2 separate regions of the Mus musculus genome follow, and region 1 is linked to region 2. A link is a contact called in public Hi-C data. All regions are on one chromosome and are shown on one strand. Each heading gives the region's core, a stretch centred on a gene start, on an enhancer-like site or on the middle of the called end of the contact. The rest is flanking DNA. Distances are from core to core; before and after follow the strand shown. Region 1 has its middle 54 kb from the start of Gm22970. Region 2 overlaps Pibf1 (progesterone immunomodulatory binding factor 1).

Region 1 (4,580 bases), core at 1,667-4,166, 680 kb before region 2:
AGTTTAAGCAATCCTCCTGTGTCAGCCTCCTGAGTGTTGAGATTACTAGTGTGAGAAACTGCATTAGGTCTGCCGCTTGTCTCTGCGCTGGGGAGTTTTGGAATTGCCTCCTTTTGATGGTCCAGGAAACGTTCTTTTACATAAACCCAAGGAAGAGAAGACATTGCAAAGTCAAAATATTCTGTTCCTAGCAGTGATGTTTCATAAGCCTAGATCGTGAATGAGACAGAAGACTAGAGCAATTGCTCATGGAGGAAATGATGTAACTGCATTTTAATTAAAATTTGTTTAAAAGAAAAAATTCCTGCCCCAGGCAAAAGATTGTCTTGGATAAGAATGGAGAATCTCAAAAACCAGAAGTGAAATGTAGACATGTGGTAGCTGGGAAGGGGGCTGTGGCCTACTTCTGTGAAGCCAGCGCCTGTTGAAGTGTGAGCCATAGAACCCAGGATGCAGTCGGAGGGCACACAGATAAAGCCAACCTGAGTTCCTGGCCTTTGCAGTAGGAAAGAGTCTCCACCATGCACAGACTCTCCTCAAGGCAAGGAGAACGATGGGCTAGACCGGCCCCCGAGCGCTCAACCCACCCCTCTGTTCAGAAAGATAAAACATGATTCCATGCACCCAAAGAGAATGTGCATAGCAAACTCACAGCAAATCCAACAAGAAGTCTGAGGTGTTGGATGGAGAAAAGTGTGCGTGCGGCCCTTCCTCCCTCCAGCCCTTGTTCAGGCCTCAATACCCACTCACAGAGAGTGGAGTGACCGCGTGAATGGGGAGTATGTTCTGTGTTAGCTGAAATTGAATCTTTAAGATTTGGTTACATGGGGAACAAAAATAAACACAGTTCAGTTAGAATAAAGAAATTCCCTGGGGGAGCTAGAGAAAGGACCCAAGGAGCTGAATGGGGTTTGCAGCCCACTAGGAGGAACAACAATATGAACTAACCAGTACCCCCAGAGCTCCCAGGGACTAAAACACCACCCAAAGAGTACACATGGAGGGACTCAAGGCTCCAGCCGCATGTGTAGCAGAGGATGCCCTTGTCTGGCATCAATGGAAGGAGAGGCCCTTGGTCCTGTGAAGGCTTGATGCCCCAGTGTGGGGGAAGGCCAGGACAAGGAAGCAGGAGTGGGTGGATTAGTGAGCAGGGGAAGGGGGGCAGTAAGGGAGGGGGGTGGAGGGGAAGCCAGGAAAGGTGATAACATTTGAAATGTAAATAAAGAAAATATCTAATAAAAAAATAGAAAAAAGAAATTCCCTGTACACGAATTTATAAAGACTTTCTTTTTGCCTACCACACACAAATTACTGTTTATTGGGCATGGATATATATTTTCTCCAAATAGGAAAATAGTTACTTTATTTTTAAAAAATTCAACTCAAAAGTAACAATGTGCTCCAATTAGTTGACATGTAAAATGGCTTTAAGTAACGTTTCAGGAAAGATGGTAACTTCTCTTTCAAATGAAAAACTGTTGTGAGGAACAATCTCTGTCTTAAAATATTTTAATGTAAAACTTGTGTTGGTATTGTGTTTTTGGATTTGAAGACCCAATCATCCCCCATACATTCCCTTCTCACATCCTGTGCTAGGAACTTTCCAGAAACTCTTGCTGCAGTGAGGTCCTCTGTAGAAGACCTCCCAGCTTCCTGTGGGACATGTCCCTGCTGTCAATGAAGTGCATTCTCATTCTCTTATTTGAATCCAAATTGCTCTCCCAGTTCTCTGTCTTATTATTTACACATTTCTGATGTCCCTGTTTTTATTCCCCGATGTGTGTTACTCACTTCCTACTAACTAATGTATGATTATTTATAGTTTCTCTTTTGTTCAGCAAAGGACCGTGGGGTCAGCTCCTCTGCTATACATGGGCGATGTTGTGCAGTCACACAGAGGTTTTGGGCTCCTCTGATCTCCAGCACCTACTGACTGTGGGACTTCAGGCAAACCATTTAATATCCCTCACTTTCCTATTTTACAACATGGAGATGGTAGCTCATGCCGCCTAGAATCAGGAGAAGTCAATGTCACACGCATAGAATTCGTATAGTAGCTTCTGGCAAATACTGATCGAGAAATGCCAACTATTACTATCGTTTGGCCTGGCATAAGGAACCTGTCATCCCCCTTTCATCCACAGATGATCTTTTTCTTCCCTTTGTGCTGTTATTCCTTAAGCGCTTGTGGAATGTCTCCTGAATAAAGCACTCATCACTTGCTAGTTGTTTTCAGTTCTATAAATGTTAATTAAATCCATAACATGTACCAGAAACCACAGGAGTAAGACAACAGAATGAATAAAATGTGCTCTTTTCTTCATCTGACAGCTTAGAAGAGGCCCAGTTAACACCTTCGCATTTGCACATGTTGAATTGGTAGGGAATATTTGAGAGACTAGTTACTGAAGGCTTCTTGGTGTGACGGAGCATTGGAACGACCCTGAACCCAGTGAGGAATACTGGCAAGCCTGTCTAGAATATAAGAAGAACTCAGAGCACAAAAAGGAACAGCATGAAACCATGGTGTGTTGATAGGAATGTGCTCCATTTAACCTTTGTGGAAATTAGAGAAACAATCCAAATAGCCACGTCGACTTGAACCTAAAGACAAGTTGTTAACCAAGTTCACAAACTTGGTTACATAAAATATGGCTTATTCTCCTGCCTAGATAAATGTATCTTCATAATATTCTAGCAGGCTGAGCTGAAATTCAGAATTCTAGAACTTTCTGGAATTCCAGGTTCAAAAATACAGTGAGCTAGCTGTCAGCTCATAGCCCACTGCTGAGCTGAATAGCCATGACTGTCCAAAGTCATGTTGTAACTTTAATCACTAGTGTGATGTTAGAGCCTTTCAGACAGAGGGTGGAGCTCCAGTGATGGGACTAATGTCGTTCTAGACAGACCTGCCAGCTCCTAGATCAGGACCTTCCCAGCCTGCAGAACTGTGAGCAACAAATGCCTGTGGTTTAAGTCATGTGGTCTGTGGTATTTATTGTAGCACCTCAAACAAAAGGATACACCCACCATCTCTTTCTTAAACCTGGCTCCACAGGCCAACCCCATCTCTGGAAATGCTGTTAATATTTATCCCTTGGCCAATATACCTCAGTCCTGCCCAGAAGTACTATTGATGCTACAGAGTATAAATTCAGGGAAGTGACCTATGTCAGTGTTGGAAAGACTTTTGGCCATTTCCCAGGGAGACCGGAATACCAGGCATCCACAAGGTGAAGCACAAGAGAAAACCTGAATTGTTAGTATATTAGTTTACTTAGCTACATGATTCTTCCTCTATGTGCAAGATCAAGAAGCCCTAGTTGCAATCCCTCCATCTCTACAGATCAGATCTGGGGATGTCTCAGACATCCCGACAGCAGAATGGTCCTGATGGCAAATTATACTTCTCACATCCTGCTAACAATGAAAAGAGAGGCAGGGGAGTGGGGTGAAAGGCTGGAGCTCTAGACAAGAGCCAATGCCATGTTTTTCTTATTTAGGAGGAGCCGGATTTTAATCTGTCAGGTATTTGGAATCTTTGAAATGTTTTAAATAAAGAGTTGTCATAACGTTTTCCTAGAAAAGTATGTTATCAGTTGTTTGGAAGATAGCCTGAAAACCAAGAGAGGGAATCAGACAGGGGAAGGGGGATGAGTTTTGGAACAATTTGCCAAGAGATGAAGCTGAATTCTACAGAGCCAAAAAACTAGTACAACACGTGTTCTAGAGGGAAAAATGATATAAGTGTTTATCATTTGGGGATGGGAGTGGGAGGTTATGGGAAATGGAGGACAGAGAGAGCCCGTGAATGGTTCCCATACTCGGTTCAGTGGTGATGCATTCGTCTTCTATTGTAACAAACGGATACACACTCACCAGCTTAAAAACAACAGCAGTGGATTCCTCACAGTTCATCTCAGTTGCATCCTCTGATCAGAATCCTGCAAAGCTGAACCCAAGTGCTGGCAGGGCTCCATCCCTTTGGGGAAGGTCTAAGAAGGCGTATGCTGTTGAATCCACTTGAGTTGAGAAATGAATCCCTCCAAGTTGTAGCGCTAAGGTCTCATGTGTTAACTAAGGCAAGGCTTTGGTCCCAGGGGCAGCACAGTGCTTACATTCTTCCCCCATGGCTTTTCCATTGATGGAGGAGTATCTTCCTTCACACCACATCTTTCTTTTCTGTTGGATCTCCCCGTTTCATCCGTCTTCTGTATCGCTGTTCTGCCTCCTTCTGGGTTCATAAGGACTCACGATATTACAAAATGGGTCCTATCAGTACACTATTGAATGATCTCGTGTTGTAGCACTTAAGCATAATATCACATCTAGAAAATTCTTTATGCTATGTGATGCCATAGACTGATAGGCTTCAAGAACTAGAGATAGTCATATTTAGAGAAATATTCTTTTTTGATAGACATTTTAAAAAAAAGTTCTGTCCCTACATGTCCCTTGCCTAAGCACCATTAGCTGGCTGCTGGAAGAACTTTAGTAAGATTCTAGTCTTCTAAATTTCTGGTTCAGACCATCTATGATGACATTATTTAGGAAGTTTTGAATTCTACCTCCTCAATTCC
Region 2 (4,419 bases), core at 1,480-3,979:
GATGCTGTTAACATGGGCAAGTCCCCTGCCTTTTGCTCTCTCACATGCTCTCTGGCCTTCTGCCATGTGAGGATGGAGGAAACAGGCCCGGGCCAAATGCTAGCACCTTGATATTGAATGTCTCAGCTTCCAGAGCAGCGAGATAATCAATTCCCATTCATTATAAATTACCCGATCTTTAACGATTTATTTATTTATTATGTATACAGTGTTCTGTCTGCATGTATACCTTCTGCATGCCAGAAGGGGGTGCCAGATCTCATTACAGATGGTTATGGGCTACCATGTGGTTGTTGGGAATTGAACTCAGGACCTCTGGGGACAGCAGCCAGTGCTCTTACCCTCTGAGCCATCTCGCCAGCCCTCAGGTATTCTTTGAATGTAGCAAAAATAGTGCTTACATGGAATTTTATACTTTCTAGCTGTGACTATGAACTCAAAGTAGGTAACCAATTCATATGAAATTAAACACACATACAAGAGAAGTCCATAGGCATGAGAAATTTACGAAACAAAACTACTCATTAAGATTCATCAAGGTGCTGCAGTTTAAACAGTGGTCAGCAATTACTATTAAAATGAAAGTGAATAAATATGGTGGGTGGTCAGCCGAGTAGCTTCTGCATCAGTGTCGAGGCTCAGCCCTGATCAGTCCATTAGAAACCTCTGTGAAGGCTTTCCTGTAACAACTTAGCCTCATCCTGCTCTCCCAGGCTCCCCCACTGCGCACAGAACTATGCACAAAGCATGTGTATGTAAACTCTTGCACAACGGGGAACTCACCTTCAGTCTATGTGGGACAGCCTACACATCGCAAAGTAAGTATTAGTGACAGGAAGAACCACCTGAGGCACATGGGGTAATAACAAAGGAGAGCTGCAACAAAGGCCATCCCAGCTGCTCACAGTCCACCAAGTTACCTGCAGACCCCTTCACTCCCAATAATCCAGCTAAAAAGACCAAAAACTCAAAGATAAAATAGAGAAAAAGACTTAAATATTTTCACAGAAATTTCAAAATTATACATTTTATTTGGTAAGATATGAACAAGAGGAGTACTAGTTGAAGCACTAACGAGGAGACTCACTTTTAAAATGTAGGATGGAATCTCTGTAATCTAGCTCCAAATTCATCTACTGGGCAGGTTAAATAGATTCAACTGATCTCGTAAATAAATCCAGATTCAAGATAGAAAGCTGTTTCATAGCACCAATTTTCTATGGAAATGTCATGTTTGTCACTGAGGCTTCTTGTGGCCTTTGGGACAGTCCACTGTGATCAAGACAGCACTAACAGGAAGGAAATACAATCACGAAGCAACACTGCACTAATGGCCACACTTAGAAGCACCGCTCAGTCGCCTCTGCACTGCGGCCTCCCTTTCACACAACTGTGAGCTGCTGCAGTTCCAGACTCTGCAGCAAGCAGAGCCTAGTGAATGCGCCTAAGAAACTCACAGCCTGGACTACACGAGTTTCTTTTCCGTGCTATGAGAACATCTCACATTCCAGGGAGTTGTGTGTTCTGGAAAAATTCAAGCACCTTAGTTTATTGCCCCTTTATTATCTCTCAGAGGTGCTTAGGAAACAAGTCATTGTGTAGACCTTCTAGATTTCCTAACAGTGGACTTTAATGTAACACTCTCATGTACCAGTTAGCTTTTATATAATAACCATTTTACGTAAATTGTCATCATATAAATGATTTTTATTATACACAGGCAAAAGGCATAAACATACCTATACTCATTACGTATTTTATCACTTACAATGCACTTCTCACATTTCCTTCCTAATTCAGACCTCATGGGCCCTTCTACCAGCTCATTCTTATAAAGAGGAAAGAAAACTCACGGTTAGGCAGTCGCTTTCCCCCCACTAGCAAGTGCTGTGAGGGACAGGACCTAAGTTTAGTCTTTTTGCTCAAAATCTTTCACTCATGGAATACTGTCTTTTCTTTTTAAGAAAGGGGTTGGGCAACCTCTTGAATACTGGCGTTGAACGTATGCACCTCAATTTGTGGAAAATGTCTTATTTCAAAACATGCAAGAGGGACTGTAGCCTTTACAAAGACCTAGTAAGCAAGTTATTTACATAATAATTCTTACCACTGAACTGAGTTTCTCTCATTCTGCCTCCTGCTACCAAGGTATTTCTCTACTCTTAGCTGCTTACGCTCTTCAAAAGGTAATGCAACTATAAGGAGGCGAGGCTAAAGACTAAAGACTTGCTATAGTTTAACTCATAATGTAATACACAGCCAGCTTAATTTACCTTGTTCAAAACAAAACTAATTGTTTGTTTGTTTTTCAAGATAGAGCTTTTCTGTGTAACTGCCCTGGCTGTCCTGGAACTTGCTTTGTAGACCAGGCTGGCTTTGAACACATGCTCATAGAGATTGGCCTGTTTCTGCCTCCTGAATGCTGAGATTAAAGCCATGTGCCACCACACCTGGCTTGAATTTTGTTCTTTTATAAGGAATATTAAAGTCTTTCTTTAATCATTTTAAGTTGTAAGGTTTCAAAAGAACTTACACCTTGTTAAGGACTTAAAGGGACAGAAGTTATAGATATATTTCAGATCTGCCATAGTGAGGATTCAGTCACATAAGTACCGGGACAGAGTCCTGTGAAGTGAAAAACAATAAAAGCAAGCTTGTACATTCAAAAGCTACTAAGGTGTCCCCGAGCCGGCACAGCATTGCGCTGCACTTTGGCGCCATCTGGTGGCAACTGTGTCACAGTGTTAATACCTTACAGGTCAATCTAAAACCCTGTGGTTGAAGCGCCTGGGTCCGATCCCATCAATTTTCTGGTTAGGCGGTATGATGGTTAGTTTTAATTGCCCACTCAACAAAGCCCAGAATCACTTGGGAAGAGTGTACATGAGCTGTTGTCTAGATCAGGTTGGCGCGTGAGGGGACTGTCTTGACTGCATTAATTGATGTGGGAGGCCCCATTTCCCAGCTTAGGCCCCAGAACTCTGTAATGAGAGTGCAGGCTGAGCACTCACAGTGCATAATTTACTCTCGTGCTCTCACCTGCAGATGGGGCTTGCTTTGACTTCCCAGCAGGACGGACTTGTGAGCTAAAATGAACCCTTCTCTCCTAAGCTGTTTTTTGTCAGGGTATTGTGTCCCTTCAGAAATGAAGCCTAAACAGAAAGTTTCCATTCACTGTGAATGAGGATCCAGAGCAGCCCTGGGGATGAGCACAGCAGGCTCTGACTATCCTTCTGCTGACTTCGCCTGCTGCCCAGTTTTCTAGTCAGCTTTGCCAACCTATCTACCTATCTATCTCTCCTAGTCGGGGAGAGAGTCAATACATGTAAACGTATGCTATGCTAGGATGTATTTGAAATGATTCTCTTTGTTCTTGTTTTTTGATGGACAACTGAAACATCACGAAACTGTCACAATAAGTACATAGTAAAATAATATATAGTAATGGCTATTGTTTAGGGAAAATCATGCTGTACTATAGAACTATGCCATAAATTTTAAGGTTATGTAAACAAAAGCCTACAAAATGCCTACAATATGCCTAGGAGAAATGAATGAACCACAAAACTAAATAGTAATTATTTATATAATACATATTATCTTTGCCAGAGTTCTCTGTCATGCACAGACCTTTCTCTTGGTAAGGTAAGATTTGTGAATTCACTACTATTTGGATATCCCACAGATACTTCCAGTGAAACTAAATTCAGTTTCTACTAAGGCCTTTTATTTTTCTAATGTTTTAGCAAGTTTAATCACTACCCACTAAGCTGGTCAACATGGGATCTGATCTCTTACCCCTAACCCACTAGGGCTTGCTGGGCCCATCTGCAGATCATTGTGCCCATTTAGGCTGAGTGATACCCTAGTTGGTAACGTGTTTAGGTGGAAAAATGAGGACACCAGGGAAAGGGAAAAACGGAAGCGAAGAAAGGAAGAAGGAAGTGAAGGAAGGAGGAAGGAAACAAGAGAAGACAGAAAGCAGGAAGTAGTTTAAATGCCAGATTAACTTTAGAGTAAGCATATGAGAACAACTGTCAGTGAAATAAGTGCATTCATTTAATCTTCCAATGCTCCCAGTTACTAGGGGGACCTAGCATATAACAATTCAAAAGTAACTGTGGGAATAAAAATATTCCTCAATGTTATCTGATATAATATCTTTCAGGATACATAAAATATATAACATTGCATATTTTACTATTTCAATTTTCACAAGTATACAAGAGAAATGGTTGGGATAACTTTTGGTGTCTTGGCATTTACTAATTTTTCTCTTATTCTTGTCTTTAAACTGAGGTAACAGGAAACAGACACATTAGGAAAGACCTAAAGTATGATAAGCCTTGTTGTAATTAGCCATCAAAGAATTTAGAATGTTAACATTCCCATTAAATTTATATTTACAACTATGAAGAA

What was found. Hi-C and Micro-C count contacts between places; a contact is called where the count stands out from the background.
Region 1: a contact with region 2 is called in a Hi-C map of pancreatic cancer cells, with 3 times the contacts expected there. The contact joins two enhancer-like sites. A contact is called at or near these places in 1 of 15 datasets of contacts at CTCF or cohesin (the NIH/3T3 cell line), 1 of 484 Hi-C or Micro-C datasets (pancreatic cancer cells) and 1 of 9 other capture datasets (embryonic stem cells).

Annotation. Positions count from the first base shown.
Region 1 is chr14:99,825,262-99,829,841 of GRCm38.p6, reverse strand. No RefSeq gene overlaps it. Among named protein-coding and RNA genes, the nearest start is that of Gm22970, 54 kb to the right of the region's middle. Within about 2 kb of position 2,916, at least 9 of the 459 cell types and tissues checked have an H3K27ac peak or open chromatin away from gene starts, as enhancers often do. A contact at or near this core is called in pancreatic cancer cells, where this site is marked.
Region 2 is chr14:99,140,746-99,145,164 of GRCm38.p6, reverse strand. The region is part of intron 9 of Pibf1 (progesterone immunomodulatory binding factor 1); the gene reads right to left. Among named protein-coding and RNA genes, the nearest start is that of Dis3, 43 kb to the right of the region's middle. Within about 2 kb of position 2,729, at least 49 of the 459 cell types and tissues checked have an H3K27ac peak or open chromatin away from gene starts, as enhancers often do. A contact at or near this core is called in pancreatic cancer cells, where this site is marked.